2 separate regions of the Mus musculus genome follow, and region 1 is linked to region 2. The links are chromatin contacts, called in public Hi-C maps. All regions are on one chromosome and are shown on one strand. The core of a region is the stretch at or near the end of the contact, and the rest is flanking DNA. Distances in the headings are between cores, read along the strand shown.

What was found. A called contact is a pair of places that touch in the nucleus more often than the background predicts.
Region 1: a Hi-C map of epidermal suprabasal cells shows a contact between it and region 2, with 3 times the contacts expected there. The contact joins two enhancer-like sites. A contact is called at or near these places in 1 of 15 datasets of contacts at CTCF or cohesin (the NIH/3T3 cell line), 1 of 484 Hi-C or Micro-C datasets (epidermal suprabasal cells) and 1 of 115 datasets of contacts at active chromatin or transcription factors (embryonic stem cells).

What each region holds. Positions count from the first base shown.
Region 1 is chr10:126,058,933-126,061,632 of GRCm38.p6, forward strand. No RefSeq gene overlaps it. Among named protein-coding and RNA genes, the nearest start is that of Gm30041, 34 kb to the right of the region's middle. Within about 2 kb of position 1,394, at least 2 of the 459 cell types and tissues checked have an H3K27ac peak or open chromatin away from gene starts, as enhancers often do. A contact at or near this core is called in epidermal suprabasal cells, where this site is marked.
Region 2 is chr10:125,797,634-125,800,333 of GRCm38.p6, forward strand. No RefSeq gene overlaps it. Among named protein-coding and RNA genes, the nearest start is that of Gm29862, 25 kb to the left of the region's middle. Within about 2 kb of position 1,253, at least 18 of the 459 cell types and tissues checked have an H3K27ac peak or open chromatin away from gene starts, as enhancers often do. A contact at or near this core is called in epidermal suprabasal cells, where this site is marked.

The DNA.
Region 1 (2,700 bases), core at 144-2,643, 260 kb after region 2:
GCCATGCTCCTCTCCTAAATCCATGCCCCCTTAAACTCACCAAGTTCATGTAATGATGCCAGCATGTGCCATCTGCATGAGCAGGAGAGCCTATCAGGGGTGGGGTGGGGTGGGGTGGGTGGAGGGCATTCCTGAAGAAGACTGACTTATCTGAAGCTTTTCTTCCTATTGTTTCTTAGTATCTAATACAAACATTAGCAAAGAGTCTGAAGCATAGAGGAGTGGTGATTTCTGAGAAGTCACACTTGTATGTTACTTTGTGTCAGTCCTCAAGGCTCACGTGCTTCTTGGTTATTCCTTTACCTAGTAATCTGTATACATTAAATATTTAACACTTACCCTTTTACTTTGTAACATGTAGTCCAATTCCACTTCTCATCCCTCAAACATACCACTGGGGAGATAATGGCATTTAAAATTGATTTGTAAACGTGTACTAGACAAGTGAAAATCACAGGAATTTCTCTATTTCACAAGATGCAGAAAAGGCAAAAAGGGGGCAAGTTTGGTGACTAGGAGTTAAAATAATTCAGGTGAAAGAACAGCAGGAGTAACTTTTCAAACTGCAGGACAGAAGTTGGGACACAGACAAGAGAAAGCAATTAGTCTAACACCACAGCCCGGGAGGCCCCCTGAATTCCTCCATGCTACGGTTCTTGTTTTTGGTGCCTGTTTTTCCTGGACCATGAGGTCACTCTGTTCTCACAGTGATCCTGCCAGGGCAAGCACAGACCTCTGGCTCCACAGGAAAATGAGACCATCCCATGGTAACCCAACTAGTCCTGGCAGTGCCGTGGCTTAGACTCTGATCCTGCTCTGAGCACAGCTGTATGCTACCTCCTTGCCTTGGCTGATAGCTCCAGGGGTCTCATGGTCATGTCAGAGGTAGAAACAAACACACAAAGACCCTCCTGATTTTAGAAGGAATTTATTTTAAACAAGGTTTACAACAGTAACTCATGTCAAACTGAACACATCACATTTTAAGAACCTAGAGACAACACAACTCTTCCTTTATTTTCTCTTAAGCACTTTTCAGATCTGCCTGCGTACCCTTGCATTTCCCCCATTCGTGTGTGCTTTTCAAAGACATCACATTGAACGCCCTTACCAAGGGCAATTTAAAGGTGGTGATCTATATCTTCTATATCACTCTTTATTATCATTACTGGATTATAGCACAAAAGGCAGTGTGATGTTTTCTTTCTGTGAATGAACCTCAGCTATTATTTGGCTTGTTTAATGAATTTCCAGCTGCTATGTATTTTCTGTTGACATGAACACTGAGGTAGGTAGCAGCAGTGTGCTTGTGCACTGCTCTGGTTGAGAGGTTGGAGATGATGGTTCACAATGCCTGCTCGTCTCTCTGGGTTAAGTACACCTTCCACCAGAACCGGTTCCAAGTTTCTTAATATTTAATGGGCCACAAGTGTGTAAGTGCTGCATCCAGTACACTCCTGCCTGGCTGACTGGCTGACATGTTCATTCTTGCAGTGAGACCTTTCACACACCTTTTATGTCTCAGCTTTGCTTCATAGAAAGGAAAGGGAAGGTGTATTTTATGATAAATGTTAAAGTAATGCACACAACCTTCTTAAAATTGTCAGTAAAGGCTTATTGATTTTGTAGTGAGGCTGATATTATAAATATAGTCTAGGTCACATCACCTTACCTCAATATTAAATAATTAGCACTCTTCTCTCTTCTCCTCTACCACTCAACTCTCCTCTCCTCCCCCTCCCCTTCATCCTTCTTCTTCTCCTTACCTTCTCCCTATTTAGGGATTTAAAGACTTAATGGATCAAGGACAATTACTGAAACGTGAGTAATATAGATTACTTAAACACTGACATTGAAATACTGTGCTCGGGACCTGACGCAGCAACAGTGTAAGAGACGGATGTGGCATGAGGCTGTGCTCTTGTGCACATAACAAACACCACGAAGTGTCTTTCACAGAATGGCTGTGAGGATGTTCTACAAGAATTGAAGATTCTTGTGATGGCGGAACACAAAACCATGCCATGTAGACAGAAGATACAACAAGCCTCTTTCTTTTGTAGCTCCGAAATAAAGCACAGGAGGTTTGACCAAGGGAAGGTTAACAATGGGCTTCCGGGGCAGTGTCCATGTGGGAAGCAGGGCAGGGTTAACTAGCTCTAGCTTAGCTAAGCTGAAGAGCTCCTCAAGCTGTATGGAGCAGTGCATGTCCTGCAGCTTGCTCCGGTTGTCTGGTCTCTGACCCCAAGGCCACCAGGGCTGGTGCATAGTGACTGGGAATGGGAAAGTGTAAAAGGAGGTGGTGAGGGCCTGACCTGCATGTAGACTCTGTCACCTGTTCAAGAACAGGGGACTGACCCAACACTCTTGCCTCTGGCATAAATATGACCAATAGCCACAGAAGCTGTGACATATTTAGCCTTCATGAGGTTTTATCAGTAAATTAAATATGGCATGACAGAGGTTTGTAACACTCTGGAGTTGAAGTCTTGTTGAGACCCTTGAAGGGTGAAGGACAGCCTCCCGTGGATGTATATGGCCTAGAGAAATTGTATATGCCCTGCCTGTAAATCAAAACTCCAACTGTGGTCAAAATTACTTGTGTGTGTGTGTGTGTGTGTGTGTGTGTGTGTGTGTGTGTTATGTGTACTGAAATGACACCACAAATGGAAAATTCCTCCCAATGAAAACGAATCCCCC
Region 2 (2,700 bases), core at 3-2,502:
CGCCCTTACAGCAATTATATTCTAGTAAAGGACAACGGGAGGGAACAAAGCAAACATCAAATGTACTGAATGCTGGTCAGAGAGAGAGGCGTTATCCATCTGACCTGTAGAAACCTCTGAGGAAACATCAGTGGTTAAAAACCATGGCGTGTGAGGACCCAGGATGTACATATAACCGCTAAGTAAAAAGACCAAGTTTCCCCCTCCTAATTTCATATAGTATGGAAGTTTGAGAAACAGATATATAAATCTGAACTTTTAAATAACTGAGCAGCTCTGGAGAGATGGCTCAGCGGTTAAGAGCACTGACTGCTATTCCAGAGGACTGGAGTTCAATTCCCAGCAACCACATGGTGGCTCACAACCATCTGTAATGGAATCTGATGCCTCTTCTGGCACGTAGGCATTACATAAAGATAGGGCAGTCATATACATAAAAATACATAAATCTCTAAGAAAAAAAAGGAAATAAGCAAGGCAGGAAAGCTTCAGCACCATTGGATCAACACTTCTGTTGACATCTTTAAAAGAGGCTACTGTACAGTCACCGGCAAGCTTCCCCCAACACTTGTATAACTCTGAGGTGTGTCTATGAGGAACTCTTCCTTGGAGCCAAGTGATGCTGTCTCAATTCTGCTTGTGCTATGGACAGATGTCAACAGAAATACCAAGTGTACAATGCTAAATAGAGCTCCCAGTCACTCTTACAAAGACCCACACACATGTGGAAGGAAGGCTGTTACAGCTTTATCTCATCAGTGAATATTCCTAGCCACCTCAAGAAAAGAGTGAAATTTGTGCCAGACCTACCCTTCATCTTTTACATCACTTGGAAAATTCTTTTTCTTTCCTTTTCTTTTCTTCCTTTCTTCCTTCCTTCCTTCCTTTCTTTCTTTCTTTCTTTCTTTCTTTCTTTTTTTGTAAGCTAGTAAGTAATAGATGATATATTTTGCACTAAAAAATTACCAAATGCCAGTTTCCACATCAGCATAGCTATACAGACACAGTGGATTCCCTGCAGAGCTGGAGCAGTGTTTATGAAACGACCCCCCCCCCGCCCCCCCAAAAGTATGGTTCAAGACATTATGGAGACACAAGTCAGTCACATACAAATGAGCTGAGAAGTTTTCAAAAAGGCTCAACAGGAAATACTAAATGTACTGTTGCATTTCAGCAGCGCCACCTGACTGGCTGAGGCCCGCACGGCCCTGCTGCTGCTGCTGCTGCTGCTGCTGCTACCGCCGCCGCCGCTGCTGCCACTGCTGGCACGGGCTCTTACTTTCTGACTGGCGCTGGGGGAGGATGTTAGCAGCCAAACAGGTTTGAGCTGTGAAACTGGGTTCGTGCTGCACACAGCATTTACATGAAATGAGGCGAACAACAGTAAAAGGAGAGAGTTTACCACTTTGGAAGAAGGAATGCACGTCTTAGCTGTATGCCCTGGGCATGGGCTCCCTTCACATTTGAGTATCCCCGCCACCCACCTTGTATTTTATACAAACTAGGGCTCCGGCCTCTGACAGGCCACGATCTCATCTCAACTCTCTACCTGTTGTTGAGCAGACAATCTCTCTGTTTTGTTTTTTGTTTTGTTTTATTTCATTACAACTAATTAGATCTGGGAGGAACAGCCTAACAGAGCGATTTAAAAAGTGCAGTTAGAGCCCAATGATGGTCATTGCTTACTAGGTGTGAGGCTTTGGATAAATGCTCTAATAGTTTTAAATGCTTTAAATCTCCATTTCGGGGTATGTGAGCTGGAGGCGTTGGTATTTTTTACGTCACAGCCCTACCGATGAAATTATGAGATAAAGAACGAAGCATTTAGTAGACATCTGACACAGGGAGATTTGAAGGGAGCTTGTGTTCTTTACGGAGTACTCAATGAATGGGTGATTTTTGAGGGATCATTCTGTGTGGTTTGAAGTATATAAATAATTCGGATAAAAACAGTGTGTGTGTTTAGTGTGTGTGTGTTAAATTGAAAGTTTTTTTTTTCTTCAGTTATCAGGAGCCTCCAGATACCTTGAAACAGGTGCCCTGAACCCAGAACTACCTATCTTTATCCTAGGTTGATAGTTAAACAATTAAATGTATTTTAAAAATATTCCTTTGCTTCATTATAACACGTACCTTGTGAAAGCATGATGAAATGCACCACCAGGGAATGTGATAGCTGGAAGGGAGATCATTTCTCTACATCCACATGAGCAAGAACATTAGTTTTAGGGAAAGAAAACCGATCCAAACTAGTTGGAGGGGCATTTTTATTGGATTATAAAACTTAAAAGTATAGCAGTATATTGCCTTCAGATATAGCCAACTATAGGTGCCTGTTCCAAAGGCAATTCTTATTTTAAACAGAAAAACAATCCTTGTTCTTTTTTATAATTTATATATTTTTATTTTATTCACATTGACATTCTGCCTACTTACACCTGTGTTTGAGGGTCTTACATCCCTCTGGAACTGGAGTTACAGACAATTGTGAGCTGTCATGTGGTGCTGGGAATTGAACCTGGGTCCTTTGGAAGATCAGTCAGCACTCTTAACCACTGAGCCATCTCTCCGGCCCCCTAAAGGCAATTCTTAACTTATCCTATCTTTCTTCTTTATCCTTCCTGTGCCTAACCCCCAGGGCAACATTTCTGCTTACTTTGTGTTGGATTTAGTGTCAAACAGAGTTCCATCTGGTAAGAA